2 separate regions of the Rattus norvegicus genome follow, and region 1 is linked to region 2. A link is a contact called in public Hi-C data. All regions are on one chromosome and are shown on one strand. The core of a region is the stretch at or near the end of the contact, and the rest is flanking DNA. Distances in the headings are between cores, read along the strand shown.

The links. Hi-C and Micro-C count contacts between places; a contact is called where the count stands out from the background.
Region 1: a Hi-C map of Schwann cells shows a contact between it and region 2, with 5 times the contacts expected there. The contact joins the promoter of Tmem164 here to the enhancer-like site in region 2. A contact is called at or near these places in 2 of 12 Hi-C or Micro-C datasets (Schwann cells and kidney).

Annotation. Positions count from the first base shown.
Region 1 is chrX:111,083,928-111,088,223 of GRCr8, forward strand. It overlaps Tmem164 (transmembrane protein 164), which reads left to right and starts at 2,253. Exons shown (of 7, transcript NM_001109014.1): 1 at 2,253-2,318; 2 at 2,686-3,345. The coding sequence starts at 2,959.
Region 2 is chrX:110,960,025-110,964,469 of GRCr8, forward strand. No RefSeq gene overlaps it. Among named protein-coding and RNA genes, the nearest start is that of Rpl39l2, 120 kb to the left of the region's middle. Within about 2 kb of position 2,822, at least 1 of the 93 cell types and tissues checked has an H3K27ac peak or open chromatin away from gene starts, as enhancers often do. A contact at or near this core is called in Schwann cells, where this site is marked.

The sequences.
Region 1 (4,296 bases), core at 1,003-3,502, 120 kb after region 2:
AATAAAAAAGAAGAAAACTCACTTCATCTACCTATAAAAACAAGAAAAAGAGAAAGAAAAGAAAATGGAATTTATGGTTTAGGTCAGGAAGTTGGCCTGGTTCCAGTTATTAAAGACAGCCATTTTGCACACACAGAAGTGGCTAGGCCAAGTTCCCTACTGAAGGTCAGCTTGGAAATGAGAGAGATGAATGAAGCCATCACTGAGAGTTATATTGTCATTCTTACTTCTTTGAAGATAGGAACTTGAGGCCTCCAGATGTTACATTTCTGTGCTAGGAGCTTCGTTGCTTTGTTCTTTGGTCATATTGCTGAGATTAAGCAAAACACCTAAGGAGAGCCAATTGAGAGCTTCTGAACACATTCTTGTTTGTTGCCATTCTTTTTTAATTAGCCTCTTGACAAACATCCTGCCTAGGGTGGATGCTTCACAAAGCTTGAAGTCACACAAGCTTGTCTGGCTGCATTTGTTAGGTTGCAAAGGATCGGACAGTATTGGCCTGAAAATACACTAGACTGGATTTTACATTTTAAGACTGGCATAGAGCCAACATCTGAAAGTGTTTCCTAAGCAAGGTGCCCAACTGTGGTTTTTCTGGATATTCCTCTAACTTACGTGAATCTCCAATAAATATTAAACCGATATGAGGTACATTCTGAGTAGTTCTTTCCTTAATTACTAGTCCTTAGAAGAGCCAGTCCAGACACTAGGTAGAAAGCGGCAGAGAAGAGGGGCCCCCTGGACCCAGCTAGCACTCACTGGCTGTTCTATCCAAGGCGGGGCTAGGAAGCAGCTGCTCTTTCTCTTTGTGGGGTGGGGAGGGAAAGAGGTCAGGAGTAGCTTCTTTTCCTCCAGCTAGTCTATCACTGAAGGCGCGCTGTTGTCGGAAGGGGGGCGGGGAGGGAGATCGACGGAAGGAGCCAGCGAGGATTGTGTAGCAGGAGAGAGAAAAGCATAAGAGCTGAGTTAGATGGTGTCTGAGGAGAAGCCCCCAATTTAGGGGGCTGAAGAAGAAAGTGAGGCTGGGACAAGAAGGGTGAGAGATACTTTTCTGGTCTTTTATGAGTCTCCCATTTCAAGGCCGAAAGGGAGGAAGCAGGAAGTCCATACTCAGCACACTCCCCAAGCTAAAGCCTGTCCAGTAGTTTCACAGTGTTACTCCTAGAAGTTAGTGAGGGCGAGCGGATTGCCCAGTATGTGGTCAGGTATGCAAAGCAGTGGTCAGAGAACTGGGTCGCCGGAGGACTTAGTCCACCAGGCTTAGGCAGGGAGGCGGATTCAGTCACAGTGGCGAAGGAGCAAAACTGTACATGAGTGCACGCTCCGAGTGCAGAAGACCAGGCGGGGAGGAGGAAAGAGGCGGGGATGGGGCCTCGGGAGGGTAGCCGGGTGGAGAGGGGGGAAGTGGAGGAAGCAGGGCAGGAGGTGGACGGCGAGGACGAAGTGGGGGTAGGCTGTGGAGGGAAGGCTGCGAGGCGGGGCAGTGGTGGCTTGAGGACGTGTGTGTGTGTGTGTGTGTGTGTGTGTGTGTGTGTGTGTGTGTGTGTGTGTGTGTGTGTATGTAGGGGGTGAAGTAGACGGGAGGTGTGTGTGTGTGTGTGTGTGTGTGTGTGTGTGTAAGAAGGGGGGCGAAGTGTGTGTGTGTGTGTGTGTGTGTGTGTGTGTGTGTGTGTAAGAAGGGGGGCGAAGTGGACGGGAGGAGGGCCGAAGGTGGAGGGAGTTGGCGACGAGGGGGTGGAGAGAGGGAGGGGAAACCGGAGGAAGCGAGCGGCGGCTGCTGGGGGAGGAAGGCAAGGAGGAGGAGCCGTGAGCGGCGGCGCTGGCGGCTGCTGCTGCTGCGGCCGCCTGGGGAGCCCAGCCGAGTGCCGCCTGGGGCTGCAGGGAGTGCGGGGAGACAGAGAGTTCGGTGGAGCCCGGGCGGCGGAGCTGTGCGGCGGGTGAGTGGAACCCCAAGGGGACAAGACGGCCGGTCCTTGGGGGCCAGGCAAGGAGGAGCGGGAAGATGCAGCGGTGGTGGTGGGGCGGAGGGTGGCGGCCCCATGGCCCGGCCCCTGGATGGCCCCGGGTCCCCGCCCTCCCTCTCGGCTTCCTCCCGCCGCCCGCCTGCGCCTGGGGGGCTGGTCCCGGGCGGGCGGAGGGCTGAGGGTGGCGCTGGCCCGGAGGGCGGGCGAGAGGGGCCGGGGGGGTGGAGCTGGGGATTCGGGGGTGTACCCAGGGGCGGGAGGCTGGACCGGGACTGCTCTAAATTGGCTGGAGAGGGGGCCCCGTCGGCGGCGAAGTTGCTAGCTGGGGGCAGAGACGGCCACGCGGTTGCAGGAGTAAGACATCCCCCCCACCTCTTTCGTGGAGTGGCTGAGACGAGGAGTCCGGCGTCCCTGCCCTCCCCGTCGCCCTCCCCGCCTGCCCGGCCCTGCTAGCTCCCCTCCTAGCCCTGCTAGCTCCTCTCCTAGCCTCCGCGTGTCCCCTCTCTCTCACCCCCTTCTGCCTCCCGCTTGGCTCCCTCGGCAGTGCCGGGCCCCCTAGGTCCCAGTCCTGACCCTCTTGGCCTCCAACTTCCCTCGACCCGTGCTTGCTTGGCCACCACTCCCGTTCCCCTTTTCTTCCCTCGCTAGTTACCCCTCCCCGCTTCGTTAATTCCCGTGCAATTGCCTCTTTGAGACCTTTTTTTCCTCTCCTTCCTTTTAGATTGGCCAACGGCTCCTTTCAACCCTGCCTCGTTGGTGGCCACTGGAGAAGCGCGGGGGGCTCCCCAGACAGCCGTGGGGACAAGTTAGAGCCAGCACTTTACCCCGGGCCTCGCGTGTAGCTTTCCCTCCCCTGTTCTAGGTGCCCCAGTGTCCAGAGGGGGGGTGCGGGTGTGCCCTCCTTACATGTTCCACCGCCCGGGCAACCCTTCTGTCTCGTGTTCCATCTCGCTCTTGCTTCCTGTACCGTAGTCAAGTGGAGCCACTTTGCATCATGTCCCGGTATAGCTACCAAAGTCTCCTGGACTGGCTCTATGGGGGCGTCGACCCCAGTTTTGCAGGCAATGGGGGCCCCGACTGTGCTGCCTTCCTGTCTTGGCAGCAGCGGCTGCTGGAAAGTGTGGTGGTCCTGACCCTGGCCCTGTTGGAGATCCTGGTGGCCCTGCGGCACATCCTGAGGCAGAAGGAGGACGGTAGGGGTGGCCGTAGCAGCCAGCCACAGCAGGTGACCCAGCGGCCAGAGGAAGGCAAGGAGAGCCTGAGCAAGAATCTGCTCTTAGTAGCCCTGTGCCTGATCTTCGGGGTGGAGGTGGGCTTTAAGTTCGCCACCAAGACCGTCATCTACCTGCTCAACCCTTGTCACCTGGTCACCATGATGCATGTGAGTCTGTTGACTTTTTCCTGGGCAGCCTAAGTGATAAGTCATTTGCGTGCTCGGGACACTGTAGTGTAGAGCACTTCGTTCCCGTGGGAAGTGGGACCCTTAAACATGATTTTCCAACCAGCATCTGCCTTTGTGCTCATAACTTCGGCGTGGCGCAACGGGTCAGCCCTACAGTGGCGGTGAGAAACACTAGAAATGACTTGCACTCAGAGTCCCATGCCCCTCCCTCTCAGCTCTGCTGGGGCCTGGCCTTTTCACCAGCCGGAAGTCCAGCCCCAGCTAGGTGACCATTCAGAATCACGTCTGTGGCACATGTCCAGGTACTCATGCCTTTTGTAGTAATTTCCCAAGGAGCCTGGTGGCAGGCTTTCCTGGAGGTGGACACACAAGCTTTCTTGTCTCCACTGTGGTACATTGGGGAAATAATTTTAGGGGTTTCTCTTAATGACACTTTCATTTGGGAGTGAATGCTCTCAGGGTGAGATCACCTTTTGGGTTGTGAGACACTTGAGTAACCCAAAGCTCCTAAGATCCCAGGTTGGAGATCTCCATCCTATGTGAGAGGGTATTTACTTTTTTCAGATCTCTCCTCCATCTTGCCACTAGGAGTGTCTGTCCTATGGTCATGCTCCAAGGGAGCTCAAGAGAGCTGTTTTCTTTTGCTTTCCTGATCTCTACCCATTAGCTATGCTAAGGCAAACAAATGGGATTGATAGGGGAAATTACCAGCTAGGTACCAGTAATCGTCTGTGAGGACCCAAGAGGGAGATTTTCTTTACTCAGCCTGCTCCAGGATGGTCTGAAGCTATAAATTCATGGAGCATGAGGAGAAAAGGAAGAAAGGGAAGGCAATCAGGTCTTTTGAGATTCCAGGCTGTGGAAAACTTTGTGTGTTTTACTGGGAGTAGTTTGGAGGCTGGCCATCAGCATCTTTATTGCTTTTATGTT
Region 2 (4,445 bases), core at 1,572-4,071:
AGCCAGAGCCACATGGCCAAAGCTGCTGAGTTGTGCTGCTTGCAGGGGCTGAAATATGGCCCCCTTGTTCTATTACGTTATCACCAGCTTTCTGTTTTCCAACTCCTTCACTACCTAAGCTTGGTTGTCCTGGAACTTGCTCTGTAGATTGACCTTAAACTCAGAGATCTGCATGCCTGTCTTCTGGGATTAAAGGTGTATACCACCAAACCTGGATTTAAGCTTTCTACACCTAGAACTTACTCTGTCCTAGGCTGGCCTTGAACTCAGAGACTTGTTTGGCTTTGTCTCCTGGGATTAAAGGTATGAATAACTATGCCTGGATTTAAATTTAGCTGGGTAGGATCTTACCCCAAAGTCCCTCTCCTTTAATCTGTTATCTCCTTAAATATAGGACTTAGCTCCATTTCACTCCCTGGTGCCCCTTAAATACTGGAAAAAAATATTTTTCCTTTCTCAGCTCACTATACTTCTTTAAAATGATCTTCAAGAGACATAACCAAAGAACAAAGTCTATGATGGGTGTTTCTGAGACTTCCTTTGTCAATGCAATTAATCTGAGTCTCTTTACCTTAGCCTCAGGCAGACTCTTCAGACAAGGGCAAAAAGCAGCCACATTTTTCACCAAAATACCACAAAAACAGTCTCAAGGTCACATGTTGAAATTCTCCAGTGAAACCTCTTGGGCCAGGTCCACACAATTCAAATCACTCTCAGTAACAAAGTCTTCCATATTCCTCCTAGCATAGCCCATTAAACCCCATTTAAAGCATGCCACTGCTTTTCAAATCCAAAGTACCCAAATCCACATTCTTTCATACTAAAGCAGTTCAGGTCTATCACAGCAATACTCTACTCCCGGTACCACCTTCTGTTTTAGGGTTTTACTGCTGTGAACAGTGAACGGACACCATGACCAAGATAAGTCTTATATGGGCAACATAATTGGGGCTGGTTACAGGTTCAGAGGTTCAGTCCATTATCATCAAGGTGAGAACATGGCAGCATCCAGGAAGGCATGGTGTAGGAGGGGCTGAGACTACTTCTGCATCTTCATGTGAAGGCTGCTAGGTACTTAGCTTTAATCCCAGCACTAGGAAGACAGAAGATGGATCTCTGTGAGTTCAAATTCAGCTTGGTCTACATATTGAGTTCCTGGATAACCAGGGCTACATAGAGAGATTCTGTCTCAAAATCCCAAACAAACAAAATCCAAGAAGTTATATGGCTCTGAAAGTTGATCTCTGGTCTCCACTCATGTAAGCGTGTACTTATACACATCTGTGCAGCCACAAATATCCACACAAAGATCTCAGATATAAACCCTAATAACCCAAATCACAAATCTACAAACTGTATAAAGAGACTTATGATCTTCTTTCTACTGTCTTCTTAATGTTTATACTACAACTATGCACAACCATACTGGTTTCTACAACATATACATCTTAATTAGGTAATACATTTTATTTTGTGAAATACAACATTGTAGTGTCACTGGGTGTTATTCTGTATTTCAAAATATTAGCTGCATGAGGAAGTGACTATATCAGTTACTATTGCTGTGAAGACAACTATAAATGTGTGTGCTTAATTGGAGGCTTGCTTACAATTGCCTGACCACTGTGGTAGAGAGTGTGGCAGAAAGACATGGTGCTGGAGCAATAGTGGGAAGAGTAGCCTGAACAGTGTTTACAGCCTGATCTACAGAGAAAGAGAGAGCAAGACTGGCTCTAGTGTGGGCTTTTGAAACCTCAAAGCTGATCCCCCAGTGACACACCTTCTTCCAATAAGGCCAAATCCTCCCCAAACAGTTCTACCAACTGGGAACCAAACATTCATATACATGAGCCTGTGGGAGCCATACTCATTCAAACCACCGCAATGACTATCACTTAAAATGCACTGACTTGGGTGCTTTGAAGCTGTGACTTGGAAACTGAGATGGGGATGATTTGAGATCCATCCCTCCTTAGACAGCAATTTCTTTACAAAATCGTACAGTTTTCCTATTATCTTAGTGTGGCTTCCCAGAAAAAAAAAAATGATTCCAGGTAGTCACTTACGTGGGTAGTCCCTTACACTGTCATAGTGAAAAGTCTCTTGGGATCCCTGTCAAAAGAATCTTCACAATTTCCAAATTTGCCCATGCAGCTGAGGTCTGAGAAGTCATATATGAAGTGTACATTTCCATAAGTTTGCTTCAACACAGAGCAATGCCAGACGGATTCACACACATTGCTTGGCTGTGTTCTAAGGTGGTCAATACAGTGTTGCTTATACACTTCAACAACTAGTACTTTGGATTTATTAGGGTGCAGAGGATGAAGGTTCAACCCAACTTTCTTTTAACAATTGCACTGTATTTTCTCAGGCTGGAAGTCTTGCCATCCTGTGTGTGCCACTAGAGGGCCCATCGTTCAAAATTAATTCCTTCCTTCTCCAAATGGCTTATGAAACAAGGCTAATATTGTCATGTACATATTGCCATCATGATTTTTAGACACAGCACAGCACACCACTGGACATTCTGAATATTTTTCTTTGATTTATCCTACCTCTTCTAACATCTATCAACATAAATCAGAGGTTTCTTGAGATCATGAGGGAAGGGGAAAAGAATGGTATATCTGTTTCTTTTCTTATTGCCGTGACCAAATGCCTAATGAGAAGTGAAGCTTGTTTTGAGCTGTGGTCTGAGAGGCTACATAGTCCATCATGTCACAAAAAGAATGTTAGCAGTCGCTCTGTGGCAGAGGGTTATCTGTCACACTGCAGTGTTTACATCTCACCAGAACAGAACACGGAGAGAGGGAGAAAGGGTCAGACTCGAAATCTCAAAGCTCACCCCACTCAGTGACTCACTTCTGGCAGCTAGGCACCACTTTAAAGGCTCTACAAGCTTCCAAAACAGCACCACCAGCTGGGGTAAAAATATTCTAACACATGAGCCTGTGGGAAGCACGGCACATTCAACCCATACCAGAAGGGAAGGAGAGACTGTTAAAGAGCCTATAGAAATTTTAGAGGAGTGAAGGAAACAGTGGTTAAATTGTGGAGGTTACTTAACTGGTGAATACGTGTTAAGAAGTTGTATACTTTAAATATGTAATTACATTACATTATAGTAAATTTGCTGTTTAAAAATGGCTTGCCTTTTTTTTTTATCATGTCAAGCCAGGAGAGGAAGAGAGGAAGAGAGAGAGAGAGAGAGAGAGAGAGAGAGAGAGAGAGAGAGAGAGAGAGAGAGAATGGCTTGCCTTTTAACTTAAATATGCCCCCTTTCTTGTTTGGTTTTTGTTTGTTTATATGTTCATAGAGTATCAATATATAGCCATAGCTGTTATAAAACTCATGATCCTCCTGCCTCAGCATCCAGAGTATATATGTTACAAGTATGTGCTACCCCATACACAAAAATATACCTGTTTTAGAAGTCCACAGGAAGATAAGGGAAGGAAAAAAGAAATAGATGTACATAGATGAAAAAGATAAAAATAGCCCCAGAAAGAAGGAGATTGCCTAAGGAGAAATGAAAAAAAAAGATAGGTCTGGAGCTGATGACCAGAAGTTATGGGACAGTGGCTATTTTTTATATAGTAGACAGAAAGAGGGAAGGCACAGGTAAAAGTGAAAGGATCCTAAAACAGAGAGGGAAAAGCGAAACCAGACACAGGGAGAGGAAGACATTGAGTCTCAAGGATGGAGAATAAATGTGAGGCATGTTCTAGAAATTCTGCTGCAACAAAATTATATTAGATGGAGGATGCAAATGAGTCATGGAAGCCAGAGACAGAAAAACAGGCAGAGGCTAAGGAAGATGAGTAGAAGTGGGAGTGAGAGGAGAGGAGGAGGGTAAAGATTTGTGATTAGATGCGTTTGGCTGTCTCACCTGGCTCAATCCTCTTCTCTTTTTGGCCTTTAAAAACACAGAAAGAGGGCCAGAGAGATGGCTCAGCAGTTAAGAGCACTGGTTATTCTTTCAGAGGTCCTGACTTCAATCACAAGCAACCACCTGGTGGCTCACAACCATCTGTAATGGGAGCCAAAGTACTTTTTAGATGTGCAGAAGTACATGAGTACAGAGTACTCACATGCATAAATAAACAAAATAAAAACATAGAAAGGAAAGGAGGGAGAAAGAGAGGGAAGGAGGGAGGAAGAGAGGGAGGGAGGGAGGGAAGGAGGGAGGGAGAGAGCAAGCATAGACCTGTGAGGGGACTCAGTGTCAAACCTGACATTCCTAGTTCAATCCCTGAGATCTACAAAATGAAGAAAAGAATGGACTTTCATGAGTTGTCTGTTTCCTGACCTCCACAGTGTGTATTCCACCTCCATTCACGTGTGTATAATAATCAAAAGAAAAATCTTTGCTTAATAACCAAGTCCCAAATTCTAATCCATAGAGCACCCATAGAGCAGACATCCAGTGTTATATTTGTGTC